2 separate regions of the Sus scrofa genome follow, and region 2 is linked to region 1. The links are chromatin contacts, called in public Hi-C maps. All regions are on one chromosome and are shown on one strand. The core of a region is the stretch at or near the end of the contact, and the rest is flanking DNA. Distances in the headings are between cores, read along the strand shown.

Evidence for each region. Hi-C and Micro-C count contacts between places; a contact is called where the count stands out from the background.
Region 2: a Hi-C map of blood shows a contact between it and region 1, with 5 times the contacts expected there. The contact joins two enhancer-like sites. A contact is called at or near these places in 1 of 5 promoter capture datasets (fetal liver) and 10 of 47 Hi-C or Micro-C datasets (alveolar macrophages, blood, embryonic fibroblasts and 3 more).

What each region holds. Positions count from the first base shown.
Region 1 is chr2:10,657,812-10,664,226 of Sscrofa11.1, forward strand. CD5 (CD5 molecule) reads right to left here. Exons shown (of 11, transcript NM_001244800.1): 2 at 3,165-3,212; 3 at 382-693. Among named protein-coding and RNA genes, the nearest start is that of CD5, 12 kb to the right of the region's middle. Within about 2 kb of position 3,215, at least 6 of the 83 cell types and tissues checked have an H3K27ac peak or open chromatin away from gene starts, as enhancers often do.
Region 2 is chr2:10,774,243-10,780,626 of Sscrofa11.1, forward strand. All of the region lies in intron 1 of CD6 (T-cell differentiation antigen CD6), which reads right to left. Among named protein-coding and RNA genes, the nearest start is that of CD6, 8.1 kb to the right of the region's middle. Within about 2 kb of position 3,444, at least 6 of the 83 cell types and tissues checked have an H3K27ac peak or open chromatin away from gene starts, as enhancers often do.

The DNA of each region.
Region 1 (6,415 bases), core at 1,965-4,464:
GGTTTGGGGCAATTGGCGGTGTCGAGAAAGACCTGGAGCTCAGGATGTAGGTCCCCCAGGCCCCATTAAGCCCACTTGACCCACATGTTGTCTCTAAGCCTCCTGCGACAGGGGCAGTACCAGCCCATTTTACAGCTCGGAAGATAGAGGCTGAGGAGAGATAATGAAGTTAGCAGTTGGCAGAACCAGCTCCTCGATGTTTTCTATCCTGCTGGACAGGTGCCAGCACCCCATCAGCAATCCCCATCAGCATATGGTTCTGAGGGGGTGTTTGTAAACCCTTTTCCCGTACCTGCTCAGGTCCTGGATCACAGGCCCTGGGCAGCCTTGTCAGGGCTGGTGCCTGGGTCCAGGGAACCCATGGGGCTGGCTATTACCCACCTAAGCAGATCAGAGACAGAGGGTCCCCCTGGTTTGTCTTAGTCAAGCTGCAGTTGGAGAAGGACACCTGTTGTCCATGGCAGATGATCTGGTTTAGGATCCACCTCCTGCTGAAGGGCTGTAAGTGAGTGAAGATCAAGGGCTGCCCGCATTGCAGGTCCTGGCAGAGCTTCGAGGCCTGACTGGGGTCCTCCTGGTGGAACAGGGACCAGCCCCAGCTCTGGCTGTGCACTGTGTACCATGTGCTCTTGTAGTTGACCTCCAGCTGGCCCTGGCACCGTGAGCTGGAGCCGCTCAGTCTCACCATGAACCCTGGGGGTCAAAAGGATGGGGGTCAGGCCAGAAAAAGCCTTTCTCGGGGGCCCCTCCCTGCACCCTCCCCACCTGGCCCCACACCCAGCGAGGAGCCCTCTGCCCGTGGGCTGCCTGCTTGGCTCCTCCTGTGAGCTTTGTCCTCTGGGGCCCTAGAGGATCTTTGCAGAAACTCAGGCTGGTGCTGCTCCTGACCTAGGAAACCAGGCCCAAGAGGATGGGGCTTGAGCCAGGGAACTTGGAGTAGCGAGCAAGGGATTCTCAGCATCCACGGCCCAGCAAAATTCGCCCACCTTTGGAAATCTTGTTTCCATAGATCCAAGATAAGACCCAGCACCTACTTTTGTTTTTGGTTTTTTCCCTCCTCTCTCTCTAACTTTAAAATCAATTTGGGGAGTTCCCGTCGTGGCGCAGTGGTTAACGAATCCGACTAGGAACCATGAGGTTGCGGGTTCGGTCCCTGCCCTTGCTCAGTGGGTTAACGATCCGGCGTTGCCGTGAGCTGTGGTGTAGGTTGCAGACGCGGCTCGGATCCCGCGTTGCTGTGGCTCTGGCGTAGGCCGGTGGCTACAGCTCCGATTCAACCCCTAGCCTGGGAACCTCCATATGCCGCGGGAGCGGCCCAAGAAATAGCAACAACAACAACAACAACAAAAAAAGACAAAAAAAAAAAAAAAAAAAGAGCCAGAAAGACAAAGACAAATACCATATGATATCACTTATAACTGGAATCTAATATCCAGCACAGATGAACATCTCCTCAGAGAAGAAAATCATGGACTTGGAGAAGAGACTTGTGGTTGCCTGATGGGAGGGGGAGGGAGTGGGAGGGATCGGGAGCTTGGGCTTATCAGACACAACCTAGAATAGATTTACAAGGAGATCCTGCTGAATAGCATTGAGAACTATGTCTAGATACTCATGTCGCAACAGAAGAAAGGGTGGGGGAAAAAACTGTAACTGCAATGTATACATCTAAGGATGACATGACCCCCTTGCTGTACAGTGGGAAAATAATAAAAAAAAAATAATAATAAAAAAAAATAAACAAATAGTTGTATTTTAGAAAAAGAACTTTTAGGAAAAAACCTCCAAATAGTAATTTTATGGTTATTTGTATGATTATGAATAATTTTCACTTTTTCTTTATTTCTATATTTCCAAATATTTTCTGCAGTGAAATGACTTTTGTGTTAAATAAGGGTTAAAAAAAAATGAATGTTATTTGTAAAAGAATCCTATAGAGAAAATTTTCTTTGTTTTTATCTAATGCGTTGCTGAAAACATTTCCATATCAATTCCATCCACTCTATCTCGGAAAACATGGAGGAAAATGCATCTGTAATAAATGAAAGCAGCAAACAAAGAAAGGTGGCCAAATCCATTAAAAAAAAAAAAAATCAATTTGATCGAGGTACACTTTACATACAGGGAAATGCCCTCATTCTAAGGGCACGAGTTCAATGGAATTTGACAAATGTATACACGCCTGCAGCCACCACCACACACTAGACTGAGACTAGTCCCATCACCCGGAAATTCCCTCTTGTCCTTTCACAGTCCGCTTCCCAGAATCCAGCCTCAGGCTGTCACTGATCCGCTTTCTGTCCCTAGAGAGGAGTTTTGCCTGTTCTTGAATGGTATATATAAGTGGAATCATATAGCAGGTACGGTCTTTCTAGTGTTTGGAGCTAGGATGCCATGGCAGGTTTCCAGGTCCTGGCCCAGGGCCCACCAAGGCCCCGGTGACCTCTTCTGCTTGCCTAGTGGCTTCTCGAGACCTCCTCGCCACATGTATCCCCAAAAATATGCAGCATGATGTTGTCTCAGGAAGTGTGAAAAAGAGAGGTCTGTGGTGAAGTGAGTCTGAAAACGGCTAGACTGGAAAATGCTTAACAGAGTTCCTCATTGCAGGACTTCTCAGAGCCTTTACTAGGCCAGTGCCCCCTGTCAGGCTTGGCTGGGTGATGTGGTATTGCTTACCCTTCATCTAGCAAGTTCCATGGAACACTGTGTGGGACACACTAGCCTCTAAGATTAAAGTCCAACCTCGAAGGCGAGACACTTCACACCCTTTCCAATCTCAGCCTTAGAGAGGTTGCACATGTCCTTGACCAGGGAGCAACTGGCAGGACTGGGTAGGAAGCAGGACTTTGCAAGGGGCGTTTATGGGCTGCTGTGTTTTCTGTGCATGGTGAGTCATAATAATATTTATTATGAGAACTAGCACTCGCATGTTCTAGGGCGTCTATCTGCGAGTGGCCCTCTTAAGAGTGTGTGTGAGTGTGTGTGTGTGTGTGTGTGTGTGTGTGTGTGTGTGCGCACGCGAGCATGTGCACGTACACACGCAAAAGGGTTTTTTCTCTCTCTGTAGGATGGGATTCACGCTGACAAAGGGATGACAGGTCCCCTACAGCCTGGTGGGACGCCACCCTGCTCCCCAACGCCCCCTCCACGTGGCTCCTCCTTACCTGAGTCCTCCAAGTTGAGCCCTCCGAGGCCTCTGAGGCAGGAAATGACTGCGGGAAGGAGAGAGGAGGGTCAGGAAGTGAAGTCTATGGCCCGCTCCCTTCTCCCCCCCTTCTGCCCACAGCCTGATCAATGGCCTTTTCTGCCTCCTGCCACCATCATGGGGTTCAGGGGCCGGGATTTTCATGCTACAGGTCGTAACCCCTCGGTGGGTCATGAAATCAATGTAGTGGGTTGCAACCATCAATGTTCTTTCTTGTTTTAAAACCTTGCTTTTGAAATGAACATGTGATAAAACTGATTTTCTTTTTCTTTTTGCCTTTTCTAGGGCCACTTCCCGAGGCATATGGAGCTTCCCAGGCTAGGGGTTGAATCGGAGCTGTAGCCACCGGCCTACGCCAGAGCCACAGCAGTGCGGGATCCGAGCCACGTCTGCGACCTACACCACAGCTCACGGCAACGCCAGATCCTCAATCCACTGAGCGAGGCCAGGGATCGAACCCGCAACCTCATGGTTCCTAGTCGGATTGCTAAACACTGAGCCACGACCGGAACTCCCTGGTTTTCTTTTTTTAGTGCACAGTTATACAACTTTTGACACATACAGGGATCTGCATAATCCCTGTAACAAGGCGTACAACAGTCCCATCACCCCCCACCCCGTTTTCCTCATGCTATCCTTTCGTAATCATATGCAACATTGCAGCCATCAGTTTTTAAAAATGATGTAATCCTGCAACCATCAATCTTTTTATGATCCCACCCACCACATACGGAAGGTGCTGGGCTATGGGTCAAATTGAAGGTGCAGCTGCTGGCCTACGCCACAGCCACAGTAACGTCAGATCTGAGCTGCCTCTGTGACCTACGCCGCAACTTGCGGCAACACCAGATCTTTAACCCATTGAGGGAGGCCAGGAATAGAATCTGCATCCTCACAGAGACAACGTTGGGTCCTTAACTTGCTGAGCCCCAGCAGGAACTCCCCAACTATCAATTAAAAAAAAAATGAAATGGACTAGAATAGAGGATGTCAGAATGCATTGTGTTTTGTGAGGATAAAGCTCATTTTTCTGTGCATTGGCTGGCAAAGTAAAAATGTCCCGAGTGTTGCTTTCAATCAAAGAATGTTTGAAGGTCACGGTCCTAGAAGGCTAAGTGAGCCAGAATGGGAACCCAGGGGGGCATTTGTGATTTTCTAGAATTCCCAAGGTCGGACAGGAATGACAGCAATTTCTCGTCCACAGCTCCCATTCTGGAGAAGGAAATCGGATCTCAGAGAGGCAGAGGGCCTCGGCCAAGATCACAGGGGCTGGTTGGTGGAGGAGCCCATGACTGGCCTCCCCCTGGTCTGGCTCCTACCAGAGCCCCTTCAATAGGAATGTGGGCCATGTGGGAATTTCCACCTCTCCCTGGCCCTTTCTGACTGTGGAGCGGGGACAAGGTGGCTCACGGCCGGCCTCTTGGCACAGCAGCCCTTGGCCGGCTCATGTGTGGCTGGGGCGGAGGTTTGATCTGGGTGGGGACAGGGTGGGGCGGCACCCTTGTGTGGCCTCAGAGCCCACCTTCCGTGTTTGCTGCCCGGCTTTATCTGTCGTGGAGCAGATGTTCTGGTTTCCATTTGCCCCCTGGGCTCGAGTCTCACTTGGGAGCTGGGGACACCATCAGGCCGGGGCAACAGCCTCGTACAGTGAAGGCCTGTGTTTAAGTTGATTTTGAGAAATTGTGGCTGGGTGTCAAAAAGCCCATTTGTGCCTGAGCGTTCTAAAGCTGATGGTAGAATTTTAAGGGGAGACAGACCCCGCCAGCCTGCCTTCCCACCCGCCACCAAGATGCCCTGTGATGAAGTTGCCACCAGTGGTGAGTATTAGCCATCTTGGCAAGAGCTGCCATGGTGGCCCGGGAGTCCTGGGCCTCAGCAGCGGAAGGTATTTCTCATGCAGAGGGAGTGTCAGGCCCAGAGCAGAGGCCAGAGCTCTGGCTTGGGTTGGGAGGGGTTGGCCAGCTGTCAGCCATCTGATGTATTGCCATGGGTAGGGCAGCCTCAGGAGGACGTGGTGGAGATGCAGAGAGAAGGCAGGAGGCCCTTTGCCCTTCCCTCACCTCTCACCCCTGACCTCTCATGCCCACCCTCCTCTGGTCCCAGTTCCCCATGGTGAATGGCGCTGTCCACCCTTAGGGAGTCATTTCTTTGGCTAAGCTCCGAGGGCTGAGGAGCTTGAAGTGGCACTTACGGGAAGAAGGGACCCAAAGATCCACCCTTTGATGCTGAATGACACAGGACAGCTTTTCAGGCACCCATGCCTTTTCTCTGAGTCTGAGCACCCTACCTGTGCACCCTGGGGAGTAGTTTCTTAGCCCCTCTGAGCCTCAGTTTGTTCATCTGCAGCATGGGAGCAAGACAGAGACCAGCTCGATATCAGTCTCTTGAGGATGAAATGAAACCACCTAGGCAAAGACTTAGCCCAGTGCCTTCCTGGCCTGCGCTTGGTGCTCAGGGCTGGTGTTACTGGTGGTGGGGCCAGCTGGGCCTGCGGCCAGGGTGGGTAGCACTGCAGGCCTGCGGGGATTTTCCCAGGAGCAGGGACTCCCATTTGGACGCTTGGAGAGACAGATCAGGGCTTACCACCTCTCTTTCCATTTGGCACCTTCACATTCCCAAAGTCACAGAGTCAATATTCATTAATAGCAGCCACTGAAGTTCCCCTTGTGGCTCAGCAGGTTACAAACCGACTAGTATCCATGAGGACACAGGTTCAATCCTTGGCTTTGCTCAGTGGGTTAAGGATCTGGCGTTGCCATGAGCTGTGGTGTAGGTCACAGATGAGTCTTGGATCTGGTGTTGTGGTGGCTGTGGTATAGGCTGGCAGCTGCAGCTTGGATTTGACCCCTGTCTGGGAACTTCCATAAGCCACAGTTGTAGCCCTAAGAAGCAAACAAAAACCAATTTTTTTTTTTTGTCTTTTTGCTATTTCTTTGGGCCGCTCCCGCGGCATATGGAGGTTCCCAGCTAGGGGTCGAATCGGAGCTGTAGCCACTGGGCTACGCCTACACCACAGCAACGCCAGATCTTTAACCCACTGAGTGGGACCAGGGATTGAACCCGAAACCTCATGGTTCCTAGTCAGATTCGTTAACCTCTGCGCCATGACGGGAACTCCAAAAACCAATTATTGAACACATACTGTATACTCAGCTCTGCTGGTGGGGGGGGGGGTAGTTCCTTGCAGTTATTGTTCATTTTCCACACGGC
Region 2 (6,384 bases), core at 2,194-4,693, 120 kb after region 1:
GATAACCAACAAGGACCTACTATGTAGTGCAGGGAACTCTACTCAATATTTTGTCATAACCTATAATGGAAAAGCATCTGAAAAAGAACACACGTGTGTGTGTGTGACTGAATCACTTTGCTATACACCCGAAAGTACCACGACATTGTAATCAACTATACATCACGGGTTTTTTTAAGATGCAAAAAATAAAAAATAAAAGAACGTTTGACTGGAAAAAAACAAAAACAAAAAAGAACAACAACAACAACTAAAAAACCTGAGCGAAAAAGATAGAAGCTGAAGAGTGGGGGAACGCTGAGATGGTGGAGAGCAAGTGGCTGCAGGCAGCCAGCTCCTCGCCTTCTCAAAGCTGCCATCTCGGAGCCCAGGGTCGGCTGTGTTCATCTCAGGTCACCTCAGACCATAAGGGACCACAGCCCTCCCCTGCCGTCTCCACCTCGAGGCAGGGAGCTAAGGGCGCCCTCGGCCTCTGGGTGATGTCGGGGAGGGACCCAGGGAAGAGCCTGCAGACCTGGCTTCTCCTCCTGCTCCGTGACCTTGGGCGCATGGCTCCCCACTCTGTACCTCAGTTTCCTCCTCTGACAAATGGGTAGATGGAGGGGACTGGCAGCCCTCTGGGGACGGAGACTTGCAGCTCAAATACTGTTGTGCTATTTCTAGAATCCTCTCCAAAGGGCTCGATTCATTTGGCAGGTGTGTTTACTCTGGTTTAGCCCAAGGAAGGAGAGGAAGACAGATCTCGTTGAGCAGAATGGGGAGTAAGGCTCCTCCCTGTCCGGGACATGCTTCTCCACCTCTGCCCTGGCCCTGGCCCCACTCCCGGGCACCCCTCCTGGAAGAGACGAACACCCCAGCAAAAAATTATACCGTAGTGGAGAGAAAAAATTTCCCCCATGCCCCGTTTAGGGACAGTCAGCTGGTGGAGGTGGGTTGGTCAGTGACCAGAAAGCAACTCTGGTCCCAGTTCTGTCGGCAACTGGCTGTGTGGCTCTGGCTTTCCTAGCATCACTCTGTGCTTGTGCAAGATGGCCTGGCTTGGCTTTGAACACATCGGCTTCAGGACACAGTGGCTTCACCTCTGCCTGCACCCTGGCTCAGGGCTCAGTAGCAGGTGACTTCCAAACTGGAAGGGGGGCACTCAGATGGGATCCCCAAGACACCCTGAGAAGCTCTCAGGTTTGAGGTGCTCACTCCCTCACACAGCCTGTGTCCCCACACAGCCTAGTACCCCATCCTCTGGGTACGGACTCCCTGGGTTCTGCTGGTCTGCCCTGAGAGCCCAGCCCAGCTCAGGGTCATGATGGAGTGGTCAGGGGGTGGCCTGGAAACATATAGATCAGAATTTCTTCTTCTTCTTTTTTTTTTTTTTTTTTTTTTTTTGCCTTTCAGAGCCATACCTGCGGTATATGGAAATTCCCAGGCTAGCAGTCAAATCCGAGCTGCAGCTGCCGGCCTACATCACAGCCGCAGCAACACTGGATCCCAGCCGTGTCTGCAAACTACACCACAGCTCATGGCAACACCAGGTCCTTAACCCACTGATCGAGGCTAGGGATCAAACCCGCATCCTTGTGGATAGTAGTTGGGTCTGTAACTAGCTAAACTCTCCTAGGTCGGAACTTCTAATGAGCTCTGCCCCTCCCCATGCACAGTGGAGACCCAGGGGCACCCCCTTTGCAGGAGAAAGTAAGGGGGTCTTTTCCCATTATGGTACCCCAAGCTAGCATCTCCCAAGCCCCCACGGCCTTCAGCCCTGCCTCTCTGCCCAGGCTGGCCTCTTGGAGGCCCTTTCTGCTGCCACTTTATAGCCAAGACAGTCAAGCCGCAATAGTTTACAGAGTGGTGGGCAGAAACCCGGGCTTCCCTCCACTGTCCTCAAGAGCTCCTGTCCTGGTCGCTGGCCCAACAGCACTAGGGACTGACCTTGGGGCTTTGGCACCTGAGGAGCCCTGCATTTCCCCAAGCACTTCACAGCCAACAGCTCACGGAGCTTCATCCCAGCCCTGGGCTTGGAAGTTGCTACAAAGAGGAAGTTCCCCACGCCTGGGGGAACTGAGGCTCAGAGTGGAAGCTTGGCCAGGAAGTAGCTTCTGACCCATGAGTACCTTCAAGGTTCTTTTCTACCCAGGTTCCGTGACAGCCCAGCTACGGGTGGATGAGGTGAAAACTCCCCGGAAAACGGGGACCTTGGAGGTGGGAGATGTCCCAAACACTGTCCCAAACACTGTCCATTTTCCAGGGCTGGGAAACATCATGGATTTGGAGGCATAAAGTCTAGTTAAAGATCTGATGCCTATAGTTGTCTGTGAGCCTTGTTAAAACACAAGCCGACAGGCCCCAAATGGAGTTGCTTATGCTAAGCTTCACGTCATCGAACTTAAGATTTAATTATGGTTTTGGCTCTTCCAGAAATGGCAGTTTAAACCAGCCAATTAGGAATCTGCTGACCAGCATGAATTAGGTCCTTTGCCTGATAGACCCTAAAAGAGAGTAACTTTGCCATAACCAGCTTTTCTGCCTGGTGTAACTTCATTGCTCCCACCACCTTCTGCTTATAAACCCCTCCCTTTGCATCCGTTCTTTCTACCTGATAGATTGTATGCTGCTGATTCGAATCCATGTTTGCCCCCTTGAAAATTTCCGGGTTCCCGTTGTGGCTCAGCAGCTTAAGAACCTGACTAGTACACATGAGGATGCAGGTATGATCCCTGGTCTCTCTCAGTGGGTTAAGGATCCAGCGTCGCCTAAGGAGCTGGTGTAGGTCACAGATGTGGCTTGGATCTGGTGTTGTGAAGGCTCTGGCCTAGGGCGGCCGCTGCAGCTCTGATTCGAACCCTAGCCTGGGAACTTCCATATGCTATAGGTGTGACCATTCAAAGAAAAAATAATGATAATAAAATAAAAATTGTAATATGCCTCAGTTTATCTTTTAGCAGTCTCCTAACTGTGCCTAGGAAAAGTCACTTCACCTCTCTGAGCCTCAATCAGTAAAATGGGGCTAAAAAAAAAAAATCACACTTCAGAGGGCTGTGATGAGCCGAAGAAATGTTTATGAACTTTCAAAGTGTCGCCTGGTTGGCCTGGCCAAGCTAAACCTAAGTGGTTTGCCTGGGCCTTCAGTGGGCCTGTCTCTGTGCCTGGTGCACTCACTGCAACCTCACGACACAGCAGGATGAGCCAGCAGAAAGAAAAGAGCCTGGAGCCCAGTGCCCTTGGGAACTGGGGCCCCACCCACCCCTCAGGCCATAGGGGTTCACCTTGCTCTCCTGATTCCGCCCAAGTGGGCCCGTGTGCCTGAAATGCCTTTTTCTTTTCCCTTTAACTTTTTCTTTTGAAAGTATAGACTCACAAAGAGTTGCAGAGATAGCATAGACGCATCTCAGGCGCCCAGCTTCCCCCGATGGTGACATTTTCTGTAACCAGAGCAAATGACCAAAACCAGGAAGTAGATACCGGCACAGCACATCTATGTCACCAAGTTTGCCTGCACTCATTTTAAAAAAACAAATTCATGCCTAGGATGTCGCCATCTTTCTTTTGTATGCAAAAGCCTTCTTTTTTTTTTTTTTTTTTTCCCAGGGCCGCACCCGAGGCATATGGAAGTTTCCAGGATAGGGGTCGAGTCGAAACAGAGCTGCAGCTGCCAGCCTACACCACAGCCAGAGCAACACGGAATCCGAGCCGTCTGCAACCTACACTGCAGCTCATACCAACACTGGATCCTTAACCCCCTGAGCCAGGCCAGGGACTGAACCTGCATCGTCATGGATCCTAGCCAGGTTCATTACCACTGAGCCATGATGAGAACTCCGCAAAACCTTCGTGTCCTCTGTGTCCAGCTCCCCTGGGTCAGCGATGTCCCCTCTCCAAGAAGCTCAAGTCCTCCCTCTTCTGGTTCCCAGCTCCTAGAGACAGGGCAGCCCAGGGGTGGAGAACACGGGTTTGGGGAGATCTACAGACGTGGACTGAACCTCGGCATCAGCACCAGCCTGGGGCAAAACACAGAACTTTCTCTGTTTCTCCACCTACAAAATGTGGGTGACCGCCCCAGTGTCAGGGTAGGACAGGCTGAGCATGCCTAGGGCTTGGCGAATGTGAGTCCCCGCAGCGGGATTGCACACCCCTCTTTGTCCATCTTCCTCACACACTTTATATCTCATACCTTAGGGCCAGCACAGAGCCTGGCACACAGCAGGTGCTAAATAAAGGTGGGTAGCTGGACACCCTGCCAGACAAGTTTTCCTTTAGCTCATGTCTCTCTCTCTCTTTTTTTCTTTTTAGGGCTGCACCTGCAGCATATGGAAGTTCCCAGGCTAAGGGTCAAATTGGAGCTATAGCCACCATCCTACACCACAGCCACAGCAATGCCAGATGCTGAGCGAGGCCCGGAATCGAACCCGCATCCTCGTGGATACTAGCCAGCTTCTTAACCCACTGAGCCACAACGGGCACTCCCATGGTGTCTCTTTAACTTCACTTGGTTCATTCCTGGCCTGGGTAGGCAGTGTGAGTGCACGGCAAACCCATGAAGGCTGGGCCTTGGTGAGGGAGGTGGCCCATATGCTCCCATCTGTCCCTGAGCGGTCTTCCAGGGCCCTAGGACCCCAGAGACAACCTCAGGGCTGTCCCTGGACACAGCGTGGAGGCTGCAAGCCTGGGAGGGTATGACATCTTGGGGACAGGCCTCAGGCTTAGAGGGAGCCCTGAGGGCAGCCAGCCAGAGGCCAGGCCAGGCACTTTTTCCTGCGGAAAGAACACAGAGCTGTCCGTCAGGAGACCGCAGCTCAAGGGCTGGCACTTACAGCTCCAGACTTCAGACAGGCCTCGGCCTCACAAACCCTCGGTTTCCTCACATACACAACGGGGCCGTCCTGTGGGTTAATGTGTTTGTTATGCAAACAGCATTGTGTTAGCCTCAAAATTGTGTATTCGTGTATGTGCGACCTTGGTCCTGGCTGTGTAACATTTGTAAGCTCACATCTATGTGGTCACTGACATGGCACCAAATACCACATGTCTGACCTAAACGGAATATCATTGTTTCCATGATGCTTTTATTCTTCACCATCACGACCACAACGGTGATGTACAATGGCTTTATCTTTGAGGTGGAGAGATAAATTTTTATTTTCTCTGAAATAAATGCACTTGCACTTTTTTTTTTTTTTTTTTTTTTTTTGGCTTTTTGGGGATGTGCCCAAGGCATATGGAGGTTCCCAGGCTAGGAGACGAATCAGAGCTACAGCTGCCAGCCTACACCACAGCAATGCAGGATCCAAGACTTGTCCGTAAACTACACCACAGCTCATGGCAACACCAGATCCTTAACCCACTGAACGAGGCCAGGGATCAAACCCACAACCTCATGGCTCCTAGTCAGATTTGTTTCTGCTGCACCACAAGGGGAACTCCCGTGCTTGCACTTTAAAACATCAAGGAAGAGGATTAAGCCAATTGTTGGGTAGGGTGGTGGCTTTAGCGAACTCTGACAGAGGGTCTGGAGAACACAGTGCTTGGGGACAGCAAGGGATCTGGGGATTCTAGCCCCACTGGGGTCTGCTCGTTCTGGGCGGAGCACCTGGCATGGGTTTTAGTGGTGGTCCAGGCAAGGGGAGGGTGGGCCCCATACCAGGGGTGGTCCTTCCCTCTAGGCCTCTGTCCCGAAGATTTAGCTGGGGCCACCTGCTTATTCCCCAGGATGAGACAGCTGGGGGCCCAATTTAATTCTCGAGCCTTCTGACAAGAAATGACACTGGCTCAGAGCAGACCTTGATAAATGCAGACTGAATGAAGGAGGCAGCATTTCTCCCTCGTTCTAGATCCCTCTGGACTCATCTACGTTTGGCTCAACGTGCCGGCCCCAGCACCTTAGAAGCTGCCTTGTCCCCTGTTACCACCATGGTGACGGCCATGCTCACTGTCCCCACCGGTCGTTGACTCGTGACCAGAGAGACAGACTAAGCTAGGAGAAACAGGCAGCTGCCTGCCATACGCTATTCATGTACCTGTGAGCTGGAATCTGGCCAGGCAGGAAGATTGTGGGAAAGATTAAAAAAAAAAAAATGATAGTAAACATTTGTTTCATTTAATCCAATCAAGTGGCAAAACCCTGTGGGTTGGAGGGAGACAGAAAAGATTCAAAACTTGGATGGTGCGTTGAGGGAGCAGCCCCATCAGAGGGCACTGGCTTTCTGCCAGCAGCATGAGACAGTTGTTGTGTCTTCTATTTTGGCAAAACAGCAACAAACAAAGCTGTCCTCATCTCGGGCTACGGAGATGAAAAGTCCAAGCTGCTCAGGATCAGCCACGCTACTGCAACGGCACCATGCTTTTGTCCTTGGGAAGTGGCTTTAAAGCCCAGGGTAATTAGAATTTTAACAA